2 separate regions of the Triticum aestivum genome follow, and region 1 is linked to region 2. The links are chromatin contacts, called in public Hi-C maps. All regions are on one chromosome and are shown on one strand. Each heading gives the region's core, a stretch centred on a gene start, on an enhancer-like site or on the middle of the called end of the contact. The rest is flanking DNA. Distances are from core to core; before and after follow the strand shown. Region 1 holds the start of LOC123098439 (heavy metal-associated isoprenylated plant protein 6). Region 2 holds the start of LOC123098437 (ras-related protein RABF1).

Evidence for each region. A called contact is a pair of places that touch in the nucleus more often than the background predicts.
Region 1: a contact with region 2 is called in a Hi-C map of leaf, with 4 times the contacts expected there. The contact joins the promoter of LOC123098439 here to the promoter of LOC123098437 in region 2. A contact is called at or near these places in 2 of 5 Hi-C or Micro-C datasets (both in leaf).

The regions. Positions count from the first base shown.
Region 1 is chr4D:439,520,405-439,527,689 of IWGSC CS RefSeq v2.1, forward strand. It overlaps LOC123098439 (heavy metal-associated isoprenylated plant protein 6), which reads right to left and starts at 3,653. Exons shown (of 4, transcript XM_044520423.1): 1 at 3,348-3,653; 2 at 2,897-3,249; 3 at 2,696-2,777; 4 at 1,565-2,584. The coding sequence starts at 3,480. The coding sequence ends at 1,872.
Region 2 is chr4D:439,351,555-439,358,695 of IWGSC CS RefSeq v2.1, forward strand. It overlaps LOC123098437 (ras-related protein RABF1), which reads right to left and starts at 5,375. Exons shown (of 8, transcript XM_044520422.1): 1 at 5,104-5,375; 2 at 4,623-4,696; 3 at 3,313-3,396; 4 at 3,120-3,214; 5 at 2,822-2,927; 6 at 2,344-2,433; 7 at 2,172-2,258; 8 at 1,377-1,710. The coding sequence starts at 5,128. The coding sequence ends at 1,672. LOC123098438 (a long non-coding RNA gene) reads left to right here and starts at 5,928. Exons shown (of 4, transcript XR_006447781.1): 1 at 5,928-6,827; 2 at 6,916-6,989; 3 at 7,100-7,141.

The DNA.
Region 1 (7,285 bases), core at 2,403-4,902, 170 kb after region 2:
TGGCGGCTTACGCACGTCCCGCCTACCCTTTTTTGTTTAGCGAGATTGTTTAGCCAACCATCGAACCTGGCTTCTTGGTGCCTTGCACCTGCCTTTGTGTCTATGACATGTGGGCCCACATGTCAGCAACCCAAAGGCAGGTGCCTCTAAGGCACCGAAGCTGCGTCCCTGCAATAAATAAGAGAAACGAGTTCCTCGCCGTGGAGTACGTATATATACGGTATGTGTTGTTTATCCCGGGACACAACAATTTCCGCTTCCTTCAAACACGGGCGTACTCCTGACTCTTGACTCTGACGGATCGACTCGCAGGCAGTTGCTGCAATGGTACGTATCGACCCACGAGTAGAGTAGGTGGTGGACTGGTGGTATGACGGGCCTGCAAAATGTGGGCGAAAAGGACGTATCAGTATGTGATTTTCTAAGCACATATATACTTTTTCTCTTCCCTTCCGGATAACCCAAGCACGTCTTCCCGTGAATTCCACGGTCCATTTCGTCAACACCCAAAGTTCTGCCAGTCCACTCAGATTACCAGGAAGAAGAGAAGAAAAGCAGCTAGCGTTGGCGCACCTAATTAACCTTCGAGATTGCTCGGAAATGGTCTCGAAGCCAAATCGCCCTAGGATTAGGCTTTCCCACGGATTGTGACAAAAAGAGAAGATTGATTTCTCGCAGGATAACGTAGTAAATACGTTGGCCCTTGGATTCACCGGGGCCGCGCATATCGATTCTGTCGTCCGTCGTCCATTCAATAATGTCAAAAAGTGGATGGGAATATACAAAGAGAAAACGACGGCCTACTTTCAAAAAATAAAAACGACGGCCTGGCCAGCCGTGGCATATACTCATTTCAGAGAAGAAGAAAAACAATGTGAATGCAATACATAATCCTTTTTCCCAGATCACGATCGAGTATGTCATCGAAAGCCTTAATAATGCATTATTACCAGTACATCAGGCCGCAGCTAGCCGCAAAATGCAGCTTGGCCGGCACGCGCGCAGACGAAAATATCAAAAACTACTGCCGTCCAACACACATAGTACACACATACACACACAGAATAATACAGTACTACCAAAAATATCCAAAGATGACACCAACGCAGAATAATTCCGAAAATATCCAAAAGGAATATCAACACCGGGAGAATATTCCAGATCGAGCGAGCGGCGCAGGTGTACGCCATGCCGGTGCGTAGCTATCCATCCTCCCGGGCGCCGCGTCGGACGGACGACGCGGGAGGGAGCACAACACCAATTTTGCCGCCACCATCCATCAGATCCTTCGTTACCATCAAGGCCTGCAAATTTTCTTGCCCGTCACGACTCACGGTCCAATCAACGATGATCACTGCCCTCAGTTAATCAGTTCTTAATGTGGAAATCTTCGCCGGTTCAATTGTCTCGATCGACGATTGATCACCACGTCGCTCTCACATCGACGACAGTGGCGGCGACCGAGGCTAGATTAAGCAAAACCGGTCCACGATTCAACGCCTAGCTCGCCACCAACGAGCGCGCACGCAATTTGCGACCCATTCGTCGATCTTAATTCATCTGATAATTTAACCGAACCACCGGGGTCAGAATCAAGTTAATTAACCAATGGAGCTCGTGGCAGGAACGAACAATGGTCGATCAGGGGCAGAGACAGCAGAGAAAAGGCAGGGGGAACCAAAATTTGATCGGAGGCACGCATCGGTTCATGGATGGACGGATGCCTCCGATCCAAGTAACTAGAGCTAAGCTAAGCTAGTGGAGAGCCTCGTCGCTGTCTGCTACTATGTCAGCATTGATCTTCTCTCCCGGCCGGCTGGCCGGCGCAGGTCGTCGGCGCTGATGAGTGAATTTTCGGGCGGCGGGTCGCGTCACATGACGGAGCAGGAGTTGGGGTTCTCGTCGCTGAACATCTGCGAGGGCGGCGCCGTGTCGAAGTGGTAGGGCGGCGGGTACGGCTGGTACGCCTGGGGGTTGGGGTGCTCCTGCTGGTAGTAGCCGCCTGAGCTGGGCTGCTGCTGCTGGTAGTAGCTGCCGGCCTCTCTTGGTTGCTGGTAGTAGCTGCCGGCGTCGCCGCCCGGGTGCTGCTGCTGGTAGTAGCCGCCGGCGTTGGCGCTGGGGTGTTGTTGTTGTTGGTAGTAGCCGCCGGCGCCGGCGTACCCCGCGCCGTCGGCATTGCCGCCGTAGGGGCTGTAGTAGCTGGGCGGGGGGCCCTGCGGCTGCGGGTACGGGACTTGGCCGTACGGCGAGACGTGGTGCGTCCTCGCCTGGACCGGCGCGGGCGCCACGGAGGCCGCGGCCGACGCCATGGACGGGCCCGCCACCTCGATGCCTTTCCCCTTGTCCTGGCTCATGACGACGTGGTCGCCGGCCGCCGCTTTGTCTTTCTTCTTCTCGCCGTCGCCGGCGCCCTTGTTGTCCTTCTTCTCGTCGCCGGCGCCCTTGTCCTTCTTGCCGGGCGCGACGGCCTCGACGGCGCGGTTGAGCTTCTCTGTGAGGTACGCCACCATGGCGGGGACGTCCATGGTGCCCGTGACCTTCACCTCGTCCTTGGCATTGCCCTCCAGCTCCACATGTTTGACCCCTGGAAGAGACAAGACACACAGAACATCGTCAATTTCGAACGGAGGACACAAAATTAACAGCAGAACAGACCGGATTCGAAGAACCAAGAAGAATCCCGGCAAAACCGCACCTTTGATTTTGTATATTCGGCGTCTGATGCGGTCGGCGCAGCCGTCGCAGTGGAGGCGGATCTTGAGCAGCACCGTGGTCTCCTGCGAAAGCAAAATCGAAGCGGAGACATCGTGAGTCGCGAGGTCGGTGGGACGGGCGTGGTGGTTGGGAGCAGAGTATTGCGTGGGGGCAGGATTTGCTGCGTGTGTTGTGTACCGACCTGGAGCTCCGTGGGCTTCTTCTCCTCGGTGGGGGTGGGGGTGGGCGGTTGCTTCTTGGCCGCGTCTTCCTCTTTGGGCGGCTGCGGCTTGGAGGCGCCGGCCTTATCCCCCTTGTCGGCTCCGCCGGTGCCCATGTCGGGATTCTTCTTGTCGCCCTCCTTGTCGGGGCTCTTCTTCTCGGCCGCGGCGGGGGCTGCTGCGGGCTTGGCCGGGCCGGCGCCGGCGCCGGAGGAGACGATCTCGACGGGCTTCTTGGTCCGGGACTCGATCCGCGCCTTGAGCGCGGCCGCGTCGGCCGTCCCCGCCACGACCACCCTGTTCGCCGCGACGTCGGCCACCACCGACTGCACACCTGCGCGACAAGCCCGGAGCACACGAATCAGCCACCAGACCGAACAAAATGCAGAGAAGGGCAGAAGAAATTGGCGGCGGGATGGAGCGGGCGCGTACCAGGCATGCTCTTGATGCTGTTCCGGACCTTCTTGGCGCAGCCGGCGCAATGCAAGACCATCTTGAGCACGACCGGCGGCGGCGGCTCGGCGGCGCCCTCGACGCCGCCGGGAGCCTCCTTCCCCGCCCCCATAGAAACCGACGAGGCTGGCTAGCTACGCTCTCCGAGAGATTTCTAGACTCTTCCTCTCTGCCTCCCTCTTCTCCGGGTCTCCTACACGTGTTGGCGCGAGCGAGCGGGGGAGCGTGGGTGTTTGACGGCGCGGGCTCTGCGAGAAAAACCAAGCGAATCGAGACGAAACAAAACGGCAGTGCGGCGCGGGCGGGGATAAATAGGCGGGGGGTGGGGAGCGGGTGGAAGGAAAGGTAGAAGGCAAGCGGCCCCACCCCGCGCGTCAGGCGGTGCCGGCCGCCCGATCCGATCCACAACCGCGGTGCGCGTGGCGGTAAGTTTCTGCCGCCGCTGCTGTTTGCGGGCGGGGAGTGCTGGTTACGCCCGCCCGCTCGCTCGCCTGGGACGTCATCACCGCGTTGAGTTGATGGGTGTTACTGTCGCCGCGGCTGGCCGTGTCATGTCATGTCATGCAAAGGTGAACCCGTCGTCATTGCTCTCCCTTTTCCTCCACCGGTCGGATTGCCCGGCTCGCTAGCTACAGTAAATCGTAGCGCACGCGCAATGGAGTGGCTTTCTGATTACAAAAGAGTTTTCTTTCTTTCTTTTTCCAAAGTCTAAAACACGGCGAGGGCTGTCCTTCTGGCCTTTACCTTGTTTTCGTAGACGTCATGACAGACGATCTTGAATTTTGATTCAACTTCTACATGTATGTTTGCGTGTCATGGAACGATAGGTGTTTGCGGTATAGTGGCAGCTCTATTTTTTTTTTCTTTCTCGATTGAGTTTCGGACATGCCTGGCCGGACCCCACGAGGCTACACGAGCAAACAGTCGACCTCATCTCTGGTCGATGATGTCGTTAAGTCACCCCTTTCTTGAAACCAGCAATGATTAACATTGGAGTGTTATCTTGTTCTAGCCGTCTCTCTAACCCTAGTCGTTCTACGAGGTCTCAACGGCCGAGCAGTGGCGGATCTAGGGGCGGGGTCATGGCCCCGCAAACAGTTTACAAGTTATATTTTTACTAGTGTAATGTTTGTCCATCATACTGATTTTGGTGCAGTGTATAATTTTTTTCCCTAGCCGTTGGAATGTTGTCCACGGTTGCCTTTACATTGCCAAATCCTAGACCACCGCTGCAACTGAGTCGTCGATCTTAGCAGCAGAGGTGACTACACGGTGTAATAAGTACACGTATTTGGAACTGCGTTGGTATTTTTTGCTTTGTTTTGGACTATTTGGAATTACCCTAACGATTGTATTTTTAACAGAGTGAAAGTCCACAATATTTTATAGATTATTTTCCATGCTATATGAATATTTGTATGTGGTCAATGGTGCAACACGCGAAAGTGCGAGAGCTTATTGTCTCTAGGTACATGAAAGATGGTAGCACGGGGTACATTGAACCGGTTTGGATGACAACTCAATAATAGATCATGTAGGCATATTTTCCTATTTGTGCCGTTTGTAATAATTTTAGAATACTAGTACTTTGATGTTGAAGACTAACACTACTAAACCTTGGGAAAAATATGGTTGTGATCCTGGCCATCTAAAAAAAAGAAAGTTTTATTTCCTTTCTAGCCGTTGGGCTTCTTCTGTATAATCCCACAAAAATTAGCACAGGACAACTCAAATTTTTTGTTGCACAAGGTAGATGGATCTATAGAAGTGCTGGTACTGTATTTGGAGTACTGTTGTCGCTCGAAACGTGAATGGTTCAGCTGGGCAGGTGGTACGTACGTCAGCGGCCGTCCTCCCCGACGGCGACGTGGTGTGCCGCCACCTGTCCTGTGAGCTACGTGTGCTTACGTACTGTACTACCACTACCAGTACGTTCACGCGAGAGAGAACGGGTCGTACAGAACTTCATCACGTACGTACGCACATACAGTGCGAGGCCGTTTGGATTCTAGTACAGATCGTGTGACGCGAAAAGCGAATCGTCCGGAGGTTCGTTTGGCTCGTAGCACGCGGTGAATTTTCTGCTTGTGCACGTTGACGGGGCCTTTCGTGGAGGCCAAGGGAGCTGCAGGAGCCATACGCCAGTTCCAGACAAAAAAGCAAGAGAATTTCCATCGTGCTTTGGTTTGTATCATGACTCATGAGGCTCGTGTTCTATGTACTGTTGCTGCGACTGAACTCTCAAATCGAAATGGGAAACGACTGTCGACTGTGGTGTTTGTCCTGTGCCACTTTGGTTTGCTCCGCATTTTCGTTGCCGCTCACGAACGGTGAACTTTCACGGCGACTCGCGACGACCACCGCAACGACGGAGGGTGGTCAGTCGCGAGGCAAAGTGACGCGTTCCTTTCACGAGCGTTTTTTTTCCCATTCAGAGAGGAAGTTGGGTTTTTCTTCAGGCAACCGAGAGGAAACTGATCGGTGCGGAAGAGGCGCGAGCGAGCGCGTGCTCTCGGCCCAGGCCCACGACGCGCTCATGCGTGAGGGGGCCCGGGAGATCCACTTTCTCCAATATCGCAGCACTTGCCTGTACGCGCTATACCTCTCTCTCAGTCTCTGCGGTGCTCAGTGAATTGCATCGCGGGCTACCGATGCTTTTCCTCTCCGGCAGTACTCTGCGCCGGTGCGCCGGCTCAAATTTGGGCCGGTCGTCGCGCTACCATCCAATTTGACCTACTACAACCGTCAGATCCCGATTTCCTCTTGTTCTTCCCTTCGCACGGGATCTGAAAAAAAAAAGTCCCCAACCGGCCGGCGCGTTCCTCCCCTCGTCTCCCACGCTTGCCGGCGACCCGAGCCGCCCGTCGCCGCCTCCGCTCGTCGCCGTCATCGGCCGCTGTGTTTCCCAGCAAGAAAAATCTCAACAAAAACAGAACACCATTGGTTTGCCGGTAGCAGCAAAAAACTATGCGGGTTCCAGCAAAAATTATATCCCGATGCAGCTGTAATGGTGCCGCTCCCAGTTCGGTTGCCGCCGCATCTCGTTTTCCAGCAAAATTGACCTTGCCCATCGCAACAACTGACGTTGTCGGTTCCGGCAAAACAACTCACCGCTTCCAGCAAATTGCATCATAGATTCCAGCAGAAATTTGTGTCTTCCTAGTTCCAGCAAATTGGATCACAGGTTCCAGAAAATTGAATCACTGGTTCTAGCAAAGAAAATCACCGGTTGTAGCATCGCATCGCCTGTCGCCGCGCTGCACGGGCGCACCACCGATTGCATCCCAAAAAATCTGTCGCCGGGTTCCAGCAAAAACTGTCACCGGTTGTAGCAAAAATCGATACGGGATGTACCAAAACAAGATAGCGAGTTGCAAATCTCCAGAAAAAACGATCGCCAGTTCCAGCAAAAAAATCCGATGGTGGTAGCAAAACAAAACACCAGTTGTAGCATCGCGCCGTTTGGCGCAAAAAAATGCATCCCTGCCGGGTCCAGCGCCCTCCACGAAGCCGGCAGCAGCACCGATGTTCGCTGGTCCCAGCACCGAAACCTCAAGGGGTTCCAACGCCGGCAACCAACAGTCCCAGCAACCGCCGGGCACCGAATCTCTCATGGGTTTGCTGCAGCAGCCACCTCTTCCCTTGGTACCATGGCTGTGAGAAGAGGTAGGTGAAGATATGTGTAGCGTGAGGAGGAAAAAGGAAAGAGGTAGGAGATAAGGGAGAAGCAAGTGGGTGGACGAGAGCAGCCCAAGATGCGGCCTGGTCGAGTGATAGGATAAGGTTGGAGAAGCTTCGCGAGGGGATAAGCATTCGTGTAGGCTATTCGATCAGGTTCCATTTGATGGCCCGCGTGCGTCCGGCTCAAAGTTCGGCCGGCGCGCCAGGTGTAAACGTTTACCTTTCATCTTCCCCGG
Region 2 (7,141 bases), core at 4,125-6,624:
GAAGTTTCGAAGGAGCGCCGGCTCGACTCAGTCGTGATGGTCAAGTGGTAGTCAAGCCGACCACTAATCGACCTCAACGGTGAGCAGTGGTGCTACGACGACCATTAAGGGAGGCGGAGGGGCGGCGAATGTCCGGTCGACGCAATTTGAGGCGGCAGTTGATCCCGAATTGGCGACTGCGACGGGGCTATTGCGACCGTCCGGAGGGGTGGGATTGGGCAGCGGAGTTGCGGGTAGCCCCAGAGAGGATAGCGGATTCACGACGTTGGCGTGGAATGGTGAGATCCCGCCGACGGCAATCATAGGGGAGAGGCGGGTGCGGTAGTGACAATTTTCAGCGTGGCAGTTGGGATGCGCGTGGCTGCAGACGTTTTTGCGGCAGCTAGGTGGAGCGCTGCAAATATGCAACACTTGGGACTAAAATATGAAGTTGCCAAAAAAAGGGGCAATGTCATTTACAGACACATCATCTGTTGAAACACTGTCTTTGGTTCAAATACCCTAAAAAGTAGATTTTTGAGCACTTGCCCTATTATACACTATCCGTTGAAGATGCTCAAACGCTTGAGGGGGAGACATCCAGGATTATACCTGGCCAAACCTCAAGCCGGACCGGGCTTCGGGCCGGGCCTAGCCAAGCACGAGGCAAAAAACCTAGGCCCGGGCCCGGCCCGGGCCGGCCAATCGGGCCTGGTTTTTGGGCCCAAGCCCGGCCCAAACGCGTAAAAGCCCGCCGGGCCTCAGGCCTCGGGCTGGGCCTCTTTAGAAAAGCACAAAAACGATGGGCCTAAGCCCGGCCCGGCCCGGCCATCAGGCTCAAAATCTAGGCCCGAGCCCGGCCGGGAGCAGCGTCGGGCCGGCCGGTCCGGGCTTCCCATGGCCAGGACTATCCAGGATACCTTCTCTTCTACTACAAGGACTAGAGGAGATCCGGCCGGCCGGCCTTGTTGGTGGAATCGGATTCTGATTCTTCTCTTTATTATTATGTTCTTCAGACACGCGACTCACACTGGAGATGGTATACGACTGATTTGCAGGTTTCAGTAAGATTGTTGAGGAAATTGCACGCGCAACGGATTTTATTTTGTGCTCTTCGTCTCTTGATTGATTCTTGTGAGCCCAAATGCCCCGATCATCATTGGACCGTACACACCAAAAGATATTTTGTATTACCTACTAATCGATCCAACCTGTAGACAGCAAGATAGTTGCTCTGAAAAAAATCCTATGAAACGGCACACTCTGTTGTTGTTGGGCTCGTCTTGTATGCAAACCCTTGTGATTTTGTTACACTTAGAAATCATCTTTTCGTGTAATCATGCGTGCCTGAGACAACCATAACATGTACTGATACACAAGAAAAACAAATATGGATATGCTTGGTTGATCTACTAAATATAATTATACTGGAGTAATGGGCAGCAACTTCACAGCTAGGCCGGCTATGGACCATCTCCAGATCATAAACCAGACAAAGATCTATCCACAGTTAACACCATTTATTTGCGCAATACTTGCACTTTAACACAATGAAATATAAGCTAGCTTTACATTATCCTCGATTTCCAATCAAATGCCCAGTTTAACCTCGGGCATTTACATGCATTACATGGTACAGACTTGTAAGCGTGTCACTCCATCTCAATATAGTACACGAGAGCTATTTATTTATCAGGACGCCGTTGGCTTGGGCAACCTCTTCGCGATTTCCTGTCCCATGAACAAAGTATTATTAGGTGTGTGTTGACGACAAAAATTAAGTACACATATGAAGCTTAATGAAAAGTTAACACAAGGGAATCATTTGGAAAAAATATGTACGTCATACTGTTTGCGAAAATTCAACTGAGAACGAGCATATCAAAATGAGATGGTCATGGATTGACATTGATGATCTGATGCAGTTTCTTTCCATTTGATGATTGATAATGATTTGTTTCACAAGAAACTTCAAAAATTCAAGGAATTCAAGGGTTTGTAATGTTGCTAGCTTGATTATTTTGCTAGAATACCACTAGCAATTATCAGTAGGGTTTGTAATGTTGCTAGCTTGATTATTTTGCTAGAATACCACTAGCAATTATCAGTAGGGTTTGTTATGTGCTAGCTTTACTCGTTTCTTTTCATCTTCTGCATTACGTGAAACCAAATAGCCTCCTCAGAGGGCATACCTCAAATACTTGATTTATATTATCAGATGTTTTTGCTGACGTCTCCATGAATAACATGCTGTTCTTCTCTGCATACTCTTGTGCCTCCTTCAGAAAGTGTACAGCATCATCAGATAATTTTACAGCACATTAAGTATTTATCCCAACTTCACTGTTAAGTGTAAAACAGTACCTGAGAAGGTACACTTCGACTTTCATGTAGATCAGCTTTATTACCAACCAAAACCATGACAATACCAGGACTACCATGTTTTTGAAGTTCCTGCAGGGTACAAAATAGAAAGGAAATTATGAATACAAACAATTCAATCTCAAACAAAAAAGAAACAGTGGGAAGCATAACTGAATTCACAACTCTATGATAATCTATTATAATCAACAAAATAAGTTGATAATAATATTTGTCAGGTGTGCGCAGAAGTAAATCAAAAGCGCTTCGATTATGCTCATTTGCAATGTTGTTAAGTCGTAGTTCTTCAAATAGTGGATGGTAATCTCCAATATACTTCTAGTCTATCAGCAGTCTTACAGTACAATACAGACCTTCACTACAGTAGAGTTTTGAGCACATATACAAATCCAGCACTGAAGGAAAGAACAACAAAACCGATCCACAAAACATCAGAATAAAGAGACTTAGCATAGTTTACCTTCACCCAATATTGTGCTTTCTTGAATGATTCTGGACTAGTTATGTCATAGACAACAACCGCAGCAGCAGCTCCTCTGTAGTAAAGGGGTGCCAAGGCAGCATATCTGAAATTGAAAAGTTCCCACATGAGTCCTGATTTATTGGTTGAAAAAGAAATGCATGGGGTGCAACCAAGTAAAAAATTCATGTGAAATATTACTAAGCCTGTGGAGAAAACATAAACAATGCTTTTCACTTCATCAACAACATGTTATTACCTAACATTATATAGGATAACTAAAGCACCAGATATGTACCTCTCTTGTCCAGCAGTATCCCAGATTTCAAACTTCACTATTGTCGAATCCTCCAACGCCAATGTTTGTGATAAAAATGATGCACCAACAGTTACCTAAAATTATTTACAAATAACTTAAACAATGGAGCTTATGGAGCGAGGGAATTGCATCGAAGGTGAAAGTAACATTTTCATCTGCAGCTCAGTCACACCTTGGAAGTTGGATCGAACTGACCGCGGACAAACCGAAGAACGATGCAGCTTTTTCCAACACCAGAATCTCCAAGCAATACCAACTGCAACATGAAGACAATGGAAACATCAAACAGAGTCACTAATTATCATTTGACGCGGTAAAATGTGTTCAGCAGGGACGACGATGCAATAAATGGGTTGATTGACGTAAAGAGAGTGTGCAATCATCCATATGCATAAATATGTCAAGCAGAACCTACGTTCCAACCGTCCAAGCAACTAGCGAGTTTGATAACTTTCTAGTTCATTTCTTCTTCTTTTTGGCTCAAGTTTTTGCTCTCTTGATTAGGTTTGCTAGTTTCAGGTTTGTTGTTCTTTTGGTATTCTGGTACAGAAATATTTCTGCTTCTGTTATATCAGCACACTATCAAGAGAGAATCACATTCGCAGAATGAACAAAATAGGAGTCTCTCCAAACAACAAGGCCACTGTGACATATTTTGCGTAAGATGAGAAAATGTTTCACGCAATGTGACCCTTTGAAGGTTGCCAAAACATGTAAATGCAACAACTGGTATGGCTAACATCTCATGTGGAATATTGATTGCACAGAACATGCAAACAAGCGCAATGCGGCACCTTGATCCTGGACTATGCCTATTTTTAAAAAGCATCCACGCGGAAACAAGCTAAATGTATGCATATATACTGCTACAATGGGGATCAGTGCTACTCAGCATAGTGGTACCCTGGTATGTGCGTTATACCACATTAATTGTGAATTAGATAGAGCAGTCAGATGAAGCAGTTGAAAGCTTTTTATTTGATTAGGCACAGAAATAACCAAATCGGTACAGTATGACCCCAGTTATCCTACATTTCAAATATTGAGTTGAGCAATCGCATAATTCCAACCTTGTACCACAGAGCTTCTCCACAACAAAATGATTTCTGGTTTCACACATATGCCAGAAAATATAGATATTACAGTACATACAAGTAGACAATACAGCCGTAATTAACATATTTCTAATGTATTTTACTGAAGGGATGTATAGTAGGAGTACATATGACTATACACTACACCCAGAGGAAATTACCCAGGTCTCAAGATTGTAGGGGAAAAAAATACTAGCTATGTTTGGAATGTTGTTTCCGGGATTTCGTATATCTGAATCTGGTCAGAGGCCATCCTGTCTATATAACCGTGCAGTGGGTATCAAATGTTGGCTGTAATGTCATACGAATGTGAAACTACAGTCACAATTGCTTGTGCCGATACCACAAGCAACGTGAATAAAAGCAGCCCAAAGGATAGAAAAAGTACCTTGGCACGCAAGTCATTTGAATCAGCAGCAGAAGAGCTGCCGTTGATATTGTTCAGCCCTCCGGTGCTTCTAGCTGCAAGACAAAAATAGTTGTGTGTTAAGACATGACGCTAAAGTGGGCAAGTGCCTAATTCTTCTGCCCCGGATGCAAGCTACCCCGCTCCCGACTCGTACACATCCACACACAAAGTCTGGGAATAGCACGCAGACACGCCGTTCCAAGGAATCACTCATACAAATCTACCACTAAGCAACGCTCCAAACCCTAGAAATTAAGAAAATGCGTGGCCGAACGCCAGACGCCGTGGCCTGGGGCACTAATCGGGGTCCAAATTAAACCCCCCACAGAACATCACGGATCCTCTAACCTAAACTCCGGCGACCACAGCACCCGCATCAAAGGGTGCGCGGCGACTTCCATCCGGAAGGGGGGGGGGGGGGGGGGGGGGGGGGGGGGGGGCGCGGGAGAGGGGAACCGACCTGGCACGGAGGAGGAGCAGCCCATGGCCGGCGCCTTCGGCCGGGTTCGTGCGGAGTCTCCGGGGAACGGTGGCGATCGGCGGGGGGACGGATCGATCCGGCGGTTGCGCTGTCCTCCTCGGTTCGCTCGCTCGCTCGCAGTCGCGGGCACAGTTCGTTTGTTGGTCCGGTCGAAGGCTCTGTCTGTCGTCGTGCCCGTGTCGCACGCGATGCTTTGCTGCTTGGGGAAAGAGAGGCGGGGGTGACGAGTCGTTTTGCCCACCCGGGCTACGTCTGTCAGTCTCACGCCGTGCGAAATCCAAGTGATCTGAAATTTATTATGCTGGACTGGGTTACCGGGCCGGGCCTTGTGGAGGTGCTTAGGGGATGTGTTTAGAGAAATAAATCAGGTTTTCTTTAAGCACCGGTGTTTATTTGCACAGGATAGACGCTTAACTAAGCGTCACTTCTGTAGAAATAGGCACCGGTGCTTAAAAAAATCGGTTTATTTTTCTAAGCACCTCTCTAAGTATCTCCCATTGTACAAGGCCTAAGCAGCGCTCCAAACTCTAGACACAAAAATAAAACTGTGGGCTTGCAAGGCCCAATTAGCAGATATTTTTTGCTAGAACAGCTAAGGAGGCAGGTACCCAAAAAAAAGGAATCAATAACTCCCGAACGTGCCATGTTCTAGAGTCTCGTCCCGAACGCCCTTTCCACCGCAGGATTTCAACACAAATCTTAAAGCACGTCAGAATTGCCACGTCATTTATTTTTTTCGTTCGGGAAAATCAAGGGCCGCCGCGAACCTTTTCCTCCGCGCACACGCGTGCCCACTACTCTATTCATTTCCCTCTCCCTCCACCGCCCCCACCCACTCTCCTCGCTGCGGGACAGAAGAGAGAAGTGACCAAGCGCCGGCGACGAGGCGGGCATGCGTCGGTGACGAGGCGGGCGGCGACGGGGAGAAGTTTCACCGGTGGTGCAGGGGCCGGATCTGGCCGAAATCGGGCCGAAGGCGGGGGAGAGGCAGATGCTCGCCGGACGAGCTCAGTGTCAGCACCAGCACGCTCGTCGGGGAGTGCGGCGAGCAGCAGCAGGCTCGATGGAGAAGGGCGGCGTGCAGGGGAGAGGCGGAGGCTCACCACCAGCACGCTCGCCGGAGAGTTCGGCGAGCAGCAACCCACCACCAGCAGGCTCGCTGGGTGGCGCTCCGGATCCTGCGTTGGCGCGGCGAGGCCTCCTCCCCTCGTCCCAGCCGTAGGAGGACACACAGTTCAAGTCTTCATGGCAAGTTTTTGTTGCACTGCACTGTGAGGCTGTTTGCTGCATCTGATATTTTCTTCAAGTCTAATCTCATTGCTGTTATAAAGGAAGATGCCTGCTACGACCGTGTTCGTAGTCTCGTTGATCAGCTCCGGCCATGGCTCCAGTGAAATAACGTGCTCTGCTAATTCTGCATTTTTTGACTAAAAAGCATATACTGTGTGTGACTCATATTTTGTGGGGTTGCAGATTCTCAGTGAGGAAGCCAGCAGGAAGTATATCACTCTGCTTTTGTGAATGCAGTGAGCCGTTGTGCCATTTCCTGGCCGCCGAGCCTTCAGATTCGGCGCTTCGACGAAAGAACGGGGGGACTCGCCCATCTACTTCGCCAACTCCGGTAACACGCGCGAGAGGATCACACGAACGGACCAGTGCCAAGGGCAAGACCGGCGTGCAGTACATCGTCCTTGACATGGGTGGTAAGTTACAGCAACTTGGTGTGAAATTTTGCCCACACGTGAGCATCTCAAGCAGAGCATGTCTGAAACTTGTTCTATCTGGACGCAGCAGCCATCAGCAGCATCGTCAGGAGGGGCATGCTGGACGAGCTCAAGAAGACCCTGGACAGGAGGGGCATTCAGGTAAGAACAGAGCAACACAAACTGTCATGTTTCTGAAGAAAATAGAGCATGCTTTTTGTGATATGAACCATGGCTGATTCATCGTTTTTTGTAAACCTAAACTTTTCCAGCAAACGTGGGAGAAATTTATATTCAGTTAGCAGATGGCAATT